Linked DNA regions of Bombyx mori: region 1 is linked to region 2. A link is a contact called in public Hi-C data. All regions are on one chromosome and are shown on one strand. Each heading gives the region's core, a stretch centred on a gene start, on an enhancer-like site or on the middle of the called end of the contact. The rest is flanking DNA. Distances are from core to core; before and after follow the strand shown.

Region 1 (4,544 bases), core at 1,894-4,393, 46 kb before region 2:
GAGTATATTGGCAGTCGTCGTGGCCTAAAGGATAAATACGTCCGGTGCATTCGTGTTGAGCGATGCACCGGTGTTCGATTCCCAGGCGGGTACCAATTTTTCTAATGAAATACGTACTCAACAAATGTTCACGATTGACTTCCACGGTGACATCGTTTAATAAAAATCAAACCCGCAAAATTATAATTTGCGTAATTACTGGTGGTAGGACCTCTTGGGAGACCGCACAGGTAAGTACCACCACCCTGCCTATTTCTGTGGTGAAGCAGTAATGCGTTTCGGTTTGAAGGACAGGGCAGCCGTTGTAACTATACTGAGACCTTAGGACTAATATCTCAAGGTAGATGGCGCATTTACGTCGCAAATGTCTATGGGCTCCAGTAACCACTTGACACCAGGTGGGCTGTGAGCTCATTCACCTATCTAAGCAATAAAAAAAAATCACTAACTGAGTTGTCCGCTCAGGTCAGTTTTAGAGTTGTGGTGTTACCGATGTTTTTAATGTTGAGGTTATTGCGAGAGACCCGCGTGAGGGTAATATAAATAACGTAGAAACTTTTATGTGATCGTTTCAATTTGGAGCATTATCTAGATAGTTATGTACTCACAGTGCGGTCCGAGAGGGCGCGTGTGGCGTCCCTCCCCGGCGGAGTCCCCGCTGCCGTCCTCGCCGCCCTCCTCTACGCGCTCCAAGGACACACGCGGCGTCACCTCCGGGTCGCATCTGCATCACAAAGTATAATTACGTCTCTGCCTGGCCACCGGGCACAGAACTGGCTACTTATCGCAAAAGCAAAAACTAGCGGAGCAGAAGAGCTCGAGGTTCAATTGAACTTCAGTGGCTGCTAGAGACTATTACTGGTTGTGGGACCTCTTGTGAGTCCGCTCGGGTAGTTACTACCACCCTACCTATTTCTGCCGTGAAGCAATGATGCGTTTTGGTTTGAAGGGCGGGGCACCAGTTTTAACTATACGTTGTAAATATAGAATTCATATCTTAAAGTGGATTGCGGCATTTACGCTGTAGATGTCTATGGGCTCAGGTAACCACTTAATACCAGGTGGGCTCTGAGCCCGTCCACCTATCTATGCAATAAAAAAAAACCGCCTGCAAAGCACAGACAACGCAACATCGCCGCACATCGCGCACACACGAGATCAGTCTCAGTTATATTGCATAATAGTTATCCCATCGTTCAAACCACAACGCAAGATTGTTAAGTGTAGTAAGTTAAGTTAATTATTGTAATGTTGTAATATTGTAATTAATAACTGTAATGTTTGATGGAAACAACAATAACTCGATAAAATTACCTGAGAAAGGCCTTCAAATTAATCAGCACTTTATTATTAGGGCAGGGGTCCCGGTCTGCGAGCTGCGCCAAAAGCGTCGCCAGTGTTTTCGCCGAATTCGCCTGAAGTTCCTCACACCATTCCTTCTTAATGCTCTCCATCAGGGGCCTCACCACTGGGTTCAGTTTCTCTGGCAGGCAATGGAGATTCGCGCAGGCTCCCGCTATGGCAGCTTGAACCCTGCGAAACGTTTTTATGAGTATATTATAATTTTTTTATTGTTTATCAGAACTCATCAAATCCAAATTAGCTAAAAATCAGGATCAAAGGTTCGAATGTAAGAATTTACGTTACATTGTTGGTATGTGATATTTTACAATATTACAATTTCAATCTTCTCATTTTAATTACAATAATGTAATACTTAAGCTCGTCTATACTAATATTATAAAGAGGAAAGATTTGTTTGTATTGAATAGACTCCGAAACTACGGAACTAATTTCAAAAATTCTTTCACTGTTTGGAAGCTACCTTTCACCGAGTGACATAGGCTATAGTCTTTTTTTAAAAAATTAGGGATCCTTACTAAAACTCCAATAATGTTACGAAAATAAAAGTTCACTAAAATAATAATAATTATTCAAACTACCTTTATAATTTTCAATTTTGTTAAAGACCCGAGCGAAGCCGGAGCGGGCCGCTAGTAGTTGGTAAGGTTAATTAATTCCCGATCAACGTTCAGGTGTTGGTCTCCTTAAATTTCGTGTATTTTTAACTTTATTGTCTTGGTTTATAGTGTAATAACGTTTAACTTTGTCAACGAATACTGTTCGTATTAATTTTCAAGTGTAATGTGTTGATCTGCGGTGGCGGGGTACGTACGCGACGGCGAGCGCGGCGTGCATGGCGTGCGTGTGCGCGGCGGCGGCCCGCAGCGCGCGGCGGCGCTCGTCCAGCGCGGGCGCGGCTCGCTTGGGCTTCATGCGGCTCACCATGCCCTGCGCGGCGCCCGTCAGCTGCACCACCTGCCGCACGCACGCACCCTACTCGTTAACTACTTACACAAAACAAATATAACTGTACCCTGTATTAGTATCGACCGCACTATGCTTTAAGCTGTTGTTACGCGCGCGTGGATAAATAAAACTTTCACCAAAGTACAAATTAAAAAATATTCAACACTTAAAACACTTAAGGAACACTTAATTCGCAATTCACTTCTTCCGCTTCGATATGAGTTTCCGCTATTTGATAATAGACGGCGTATTCGATATTACTATAATAGTCCTTTTGATATTTGTTTCTGCTATTTCATGACAGATGGTATTACTCTTACCGGCGTAACAACATTAAGTCGTTTAAGACACAAAGAGATATGCTTATTTAGAATTAAACGAATGACTAATTTGGGACGTACCTGTTCCAATCTCACAATATTGTTGAACTCCTCACCGTCAACTGGTAACTTGTAATGTTTCAAGGTCGCCAAAAAATCTCTTGCCTCTTGGAGTATCCTATAAGCAACGCGATAAAATTATTATGAACATCAATATTTATTCATCTTATTTTGTAATTAAAACAGAACTTGTCAAAAATATAATCCAGATAGGAACTCAATTCCGTATAGAATTTCTTTTATTTGCTGCATGAAAAATACTAACTAAAAAACGAAAAATAAGCTCTCTAATATAAATTAAATGGCAGTAAGGTATTTCCGCCACTGACTCTTTATTATGGTTACGTTTTTCGTGACACCAATAATACATTCAAGTCCTAGGTCGGTTACGCGCAGGATGCTCGTGTCGGAGCAGCGTCTACTCGCCTGTTGCAGTTGAGAGCCACCTCGTCATAGTACAGCGCCTGGTTGAGCGCCGTGTGCAGGGTGGACACCAGCGACGCCGGAGCCAGCTTTGATATGTCGTTCGTTTCATAATTTTCATCTTTCTCTTCATCCTGGAACGCATTAATATTTTTTTTTATTGCTTACATGTGTAGACGAGATCACAGCCCACCTGGTGTTAAGTGGTTACTGGAGCCCATAGACATCTACAACGTAAATGCACCACCCAACTCGAGATAGAAGATCTAAGGTCTCAGTATAGTTACAACGGCTGTCCCACCCTTCAAACCGAAACGCATTACTGCTTCACGGCAGAAATAGGCAGGGTGGTGGTACCTACCCGCGCGGACTCACAAGAGGTCCTACCATCAGTAATGTTTGTCGTTAGTGACTTTTGGTTGGAGTAGAGTAGAGGGCTGCGAGTGATGACGTACCGGGTGTGCGGGGCGCGGGGCGGGGGGCGGGTAGAGGCCGCGGCGCCGCGTGTGGCGCGCCCAGGCCGACACTACGAGGCTGGCCACCAGGCGCTGCAGGGCGCTGCCCGAGCGGAGGTACACCACCATCACCTGGAAACGTCATTACCATCTTAGGTTCGAATTGAATTCGTGTCAACTGTTCATCGTCTCATATTGTAATGTTTTGATTTCTTAGAGGTCCGTTAATAAAAATCCCCAAAAACACTACAACAATATTATGAAGTCGCTCAAAGGAAACATTTTTAGCGGCCGAGTATTTCTTCCTATTTGTTTAAGATAAAATTGATAGCCCGGACAGAAAATGGGAGTTGGCGTTAATAATGTGATTTAAGCTTCGAATTGTCTGCACATTACATTGTCTATGGAATCCAGTCATTGCTCGACTTACAGTTTAGACCGGAAGTTTTTTTGTTTTATTGCTTAGAAGGGTGAACGAGCTCACAGCCCACCTGGTGTCAAGTGGTTACTGGAGCCCATGGACATCCACAACGTAAATGCGCCACCCACCTTGAGATATAAGTTCTAAGGTCTCAAGTAAGTTAATCTTGAGATATAAGTTCTAAGGTCTCAAGTAAGTTAATCTTGAGATATAAGTCCTAAGGTCTCAAGTAAGTTAATCTATTCATTTACATTAATAAGGGAAAAGTTTAAATGATCTTATAAACTGGACTGTTCAAATCTAACGTCGAAGAATACTCAAATATCGGCGCACATACCTTCACGTAACAGTCGATGGGGCTCTCTTCTTCCGCCGTGTAGTCGATGCCGGGCGCGGGCTGCACCAGGTAGCACGACAGGTGCCCTGGCGACCAGACACACCATAATTTTGTATATTAAAGCTTTTTATTTTATTATTTTCTCAGTGGGTCGCGTTTCCGATCCGGTGGTTTTTACGTTAACGGTGGTGTTAACGATAGGTTTGAGTCTCGTGAGC
Region 2 (4,883 bases), core at 979-3,478:
AATGAAACAATATGTCGATACTTTTTTGTTATTTGACAACTAACACCCACATTATTTCTTTATTATCGGAATCAATTTATAATATTCTAGTAGGTAAAGGTCTGGTTTAAATTTTGTTAGCTCCACATGAGGTAGGCAGCGGCTTGGCTCTGCCCCTGGCATTGCTGAAGTCCATGGGCGACGGTAGCCACTCACCATCAGGGTTATTACTGGTGGTAGGACCTCTTGTGAGTCCGCGTGCGTAGGTACCACCACCTTGCCTATTTCTGCCGTGAAGCAGTAATACGTTTCGGTCTGAAGGGTAGGGCAGCCGTTGTAGCTATACTGAGATCTTAGAACTTATATCTCGAGGTGGTTGGCGCATTTACGTTGTAGATGTGTATGGGCTCCAGTAATCACTTAACACCGGGGGGGCTGTGAGCTCGTTCGCCCATCTATGCAAAAAATAAATAAAATAAACAGCTGGTCCTGAATTATAGTTTCACTGAATTTGAACAGGAGATGTTAGATTTCAGTGATAATGAGAGATTTCATTTGGATAATTTGGACATTTTAAGACAGATGAGGAGACAAACTCACAGCTCTCCTGGTTTTTTTAACCTGGAGATACAATAGACAACAATGTGGCTCTCACCACCCTTCTTAAAACATTATCTCAAAGTCATAATTATATAAGAGTAACAGCTATCTAACTCTTATAGAAGTCTGCATGATTGTTTATTAGTAGAAATAGACCGGTAGTACAGACTATAATAATATGATCTGGCCACTATTCTAATAAAGAAATTGTGTGGGCATTTGAAGTGTGAAATTTGTGCTCAACACCGCAATAGAAATAACAGATCCTTGCCTAGTGCTGTATTCCAAGTCAGTGGTAAATTAAAAATCCATTTTGTTTTTTTCGTTCTACAACTGCCCTAGCATGCCCTAAAATTTATGCAAAATATCAAACTTATACCTCTGTAAAGAAACACATTAAACTCTCCATATTTAATTTACTGAAGTAGTTAAAATCCTCACCATTTTCTTAAATTAATTCATAAACATATCTTAGACTAGTTACAGACACCAATTTAAAACAACACTTAATTATAAGTTGAAGACTTTATATAAAATATATTACCAATAATAAAGGAAAAACTAAATAATGGAGATAAAAGCTACTTATATATTAAACTCAAGTTACAAATAGCATTGACAAGTATTGTTCCATTTCCATTAGCTTCTGTAATGAATGGTGTTAGGTTTCTCAATAGTATAGAATAGGGAATGGGTGCCTAATTATTTTGATAAAATAACAAATCTAAGTAAATATAGTAGTACAATTCAATGTCAGTAAAAAAGATAATTAAAAAAAAATTATTTTTTATATCGTATTTTTTTATTCTTATACATTTTTAGGTTACCATTTATTTATACACTCAGGGCATGTGTTCAAAGCTTTTTATTGTTATTATCTTTGTGTATGATTTTGATTATTTAATTCGATAAGCCAGATAACAATTTTACATTCTACAATTTTTTAAGGTAAATTAATAATTAAACAGTGTAATTGACTATTAAGTACTAGTTTAAAAACTCAATAATATCAAATATACACATTTGGAATGTTGGTAATGTTATTTGTTTGATTTTTGTGTTTATTGTACGCATTCGTAAATATTATGTTTTATTGATTTACCTCCGCATTGGTTCACCGTCAGCGGGAAAGTAGGCAACGTTCATTTCTCTTATTACTGGTTAACAAAATTCGACTGACAGAAATGGACTTTTGTTAGATCAAAATCGTATAAAGCACAGTAACGGTATGCGTGTGTGACTATCCTTTCACGCGTGCTAACATATGGCCCTGGTTACGCGAATGTATCAATTAACTCTAATTAGTACACCCCAGATCACATCCAAAGACCTTTGAATGTGACCTTGGACCACCTAAATTAAATTGTGACGAAAGCCTTGTACGTAGACAGATCTCAATAGATTTTTCTGTGCTATTTATCTTGTTATTTTTATAGACCTCATTCCTTAGACTTCCATCGCGAAATTATATTACTCACCTTGCACAAACAAGCTAATATCAGGTCACTCCACCCAAATCTTTCCATATTCCATGCCACACAAGATCACACACGATATCATTTTCGTTAAAATGCACAAACAAAAAAAACCAACGTGACGAGAGGAAGCGCATCGTTCAAGCTTCAAATTTATACTGACAGCCATGCTGCTGATGAGTCCGTCTTTATTGTGGACTTGTGCGCTGATTGGCTCCGCGCATCCTGATAAATAAAATTAAGTGCAAGTCTTGGCCAATAGTGTATTCGCATTTCAAAAATTCTTGATTTCACGCCAAAAACTAGTGCAACGTCGATAGCGTTTTGTTATTTAAAAATTCAAAATCCAATAAATTTCGGAAACAACATATATATTTTATTCAGTTTATTAAAAAAATGTGAAAATAATTCCTCTCGTCGTTATATTATATAGGTTTATTTGTTTTTTTAGCCTATCAATCTGTAATCTTCCCATATTTCAATAGCAAAACGCTATAGAAATAATTTGACATTATTAGAAACGACATTTGTGACATTGAAGTTTGTTTGTATTTTATTTGCCGATTTTAGGTTACCTACTTGTCAAATATCTACCACGCATTAGTGATTTTCAGTAATTGTTATAGGATTAAAGAATCATAATATCCTATGATATTCTTTTTTTGTCAAGCAAGATTCACTAAGAATTAGTGCTATTAGCTGTGAGTACTTCTTCTATCAGACCTAACAGAAAACAACATGGGGAAAAGGAACAACAAAAATCAAGTCCGAAAGAAAAAAGTAACTCTTGTATTTGATGAGGCCAAAAGAAAGTATGTAAAAGCATTTTAAATAATTGAGGTGTAATATTGTGGTTTTATTTACTAGAATAATATTTTATTTTTAGAGATTTTCTATGTGGTTTTCGTAAAAGAAAATTGGAGAGAAAAAAGAAAGCACAAGAAGATTTACAAAGGCTTTTGAAAGAAGAGAAACGACGGATTAAGCAAGAGGTAAATTTTAGTTCGAATCTCAGGCGCGTACCAATTTTTCTAATGAAATACGTACTCAACAAATGTTCACGATTGACTTACATGGTGAAGGAATGAAGGAAGGAAACGTGTAATAAAAATCAAACCCGCAAAATTATAATTTGCGTAATTACTGGTGGTAGGACCTCTTGTGAGTCCGGGCAGGTACGTACCACCACCCTGCCTATTTTGCCGTGTTTCGGTTTGAAGGACGGGGCAGCCGCAGTATAGACTGAGACCTTAGAACTGATGTCTCAAGGTGGGTGGCGCATTTACGTTGTAGATGTCTATGGGCTTCAGTAACCACTTAACGCCAGGTGGGCTGTGAGCTCTTCCACCCATCTAAGCAATAAAAAAAAAGAAGTAAATATCATTAATTTCATTTTCAGAATAAAGAATCTTACAAAAAACTAGTTGTTTCCAGTCGTCCTTTACCTGATATAGAGCAATTGCTGAAAGAAGAATATGAAGATGATGATGCAGATGTTAAAGTAAAAATTGTTGAATTATCTTCAGACACATTACAAAAAAAAGATCTAGTTATTGGTGAAAATAGACCAAAAGTACTACCTGAAAAAAAGGAAACTAAAAAAAAAGATCAGTCTGACAAAAATACAAATCATATTCCTGGTATGGGATCTGATGTGGAGAGTGCTGAGCCATCCGATGAAGAAGAAACTGAAACAGAAGGCTTAAAAACTAAAAAAGAGATAAAGAAAATGCTTAAAAAACAAGCAACTAAGAAAATTCAGAAGAGTAAAGTTTTTAAGATGAAAAGTAATATGGAAAGGGTTCAGAACAAGAAAAAATCTCAGCAAAAGAAAAGGCATATGACTGGTAAAAGTGATCCACGGAAAGCTAAGGGAAAAAAGAAAATTGGGAGGCGAAAACAATAAAGAAATAAATAAATTATACTGAATATATAATTTTTATTTCTTAAAAAAATCACACTTAAAGATGTAGATAACATGTTTAATTATTATAAACTTACAGATGTTATTTTAGTGCTGACCGTGTTCTAATTTTTTTTAAATTTTCCAGTTTTTTAGTTTCTGTTCTTTGATTAACTCTAGGCGATTTTCTTTTTAAAGGTAATTTAGGCTCATCGCAATGGACATCTGCTTTTTTGAATATTCTTTTACCACCACAAGTGTCTTTCGTATGTTTAAGATTTTCATAGGACTTGGAAGCTTTTGTACTATTATTTTCATTTGACGTCGCATCACTATGTAATTCAAATTGGTTATTGAATTCTGGTTTTTTTAATTTATCTTGATGTTTTTGTGGTGTAGATGTATTAATTTTGTCCAATTCTAAATCTTGAATCTTGGTATTCACTTTTGGACTTATAGTTTTCCAAGTCTTTTCATTTTTTACTTGAAAATCTTCCATATCAGCTTCAATTTTAATTCCAACTTCAATTTTATCTCTGGTTTGTTTGTCAGATTTTTTTGGCGATTTTTTCCCTATAGTACTTGCAGGGCAAATATCATTATTCAGGCATTCTCCACAATTAGGTTTTATTGGTTGACATATAGTTTGGCCAAATCCAACAAGTAGATGATTAACTTCACTCCATTGTTCAAAAGGCAACCAACTCTGTAGAGCTAGGCGAGTTTCCTCAGGAGTTTTAGTTGGTTTTTTGACCCATCCAATCCTATTGCATATCCTATGTACATGTGTGTCAACACCTAAAATAAAACATTTAAAAAAATGGCTTGCATGTTTTCTTAACATCGTCAAATACCCACTTTAAGGTCATAAAGCCAGTGCAGCCTTTTCTTAACATTGTGGCCAGAAAGGATCTTTAACTATACAA

Evidence for each region. Hi-C and Micro-C count contacts between places; a contact is called where the count stands out from the background.
Region 1: a Hi-C map of midgut shows a contact between it and region 2, with 2.3 times the contacts expected there. The contact joins the enhancer-like site here to the promoter of LOC101746640 in region 2. A contact is called at or near these places in 6 of 7 Hi-C or Micro-C datasets (middle silk gland, midgut, posterior silk gland and 2 more).

Annotation. Positions count from the first base shown.
Region 1 is chr17:13,468,385-13,472,928 of ASM3026992v2, reverse strand. It overlaps LOC101746640 (TATA-binding protein-associated factor 172), which reads right to left. Exons shown (of 34, transcript XM_038016718.2): 15 at 4,327-4,412; 16 at 3,569-3,700; 17 at 3,117-3,247; 18 at 2,712-2,808; 19 at 2,177-2,319; 20 at 1,315-1,533; 21 at 609-724. Among protein-coding and RNA genes, the nearest start is that of LOC101739893, 18 kb to the left of the region's middle. Within about 2 kb of position 3,143, at least 1 of the 8 cell types and tissues checked has open chromatin away from gene starts, as enhancers often do.
Region 2 is chr17:13,421,624-13,426,506 of ASM3026992v2, reverse strand. LOC101746640 (TATA-binding protein-associated factor 172) reads right to left here and starts at 2,228. Exons shown (of 34, transcript XM_038016718.2): 1 at 2,058-2,228. It overlaps LOC101739431 (nucleolar protein 12), which reads left to right and starts at 2,242. Exons shown (of 3, transcript XM_004932517.5): 1 at 2,242-2,866; 2 at 2,941-3,046; 3 at 3,454-3,990. The coding sequence starts at 2,793. The coding sequence ends at 3,960. LOC101739562 (endonuclease III-like protein 1) reads right to left here. Exons shown (of 6, transcript XM_004932520.5): 6 at 3,974-4,755. The coding sequence ends at 4,061.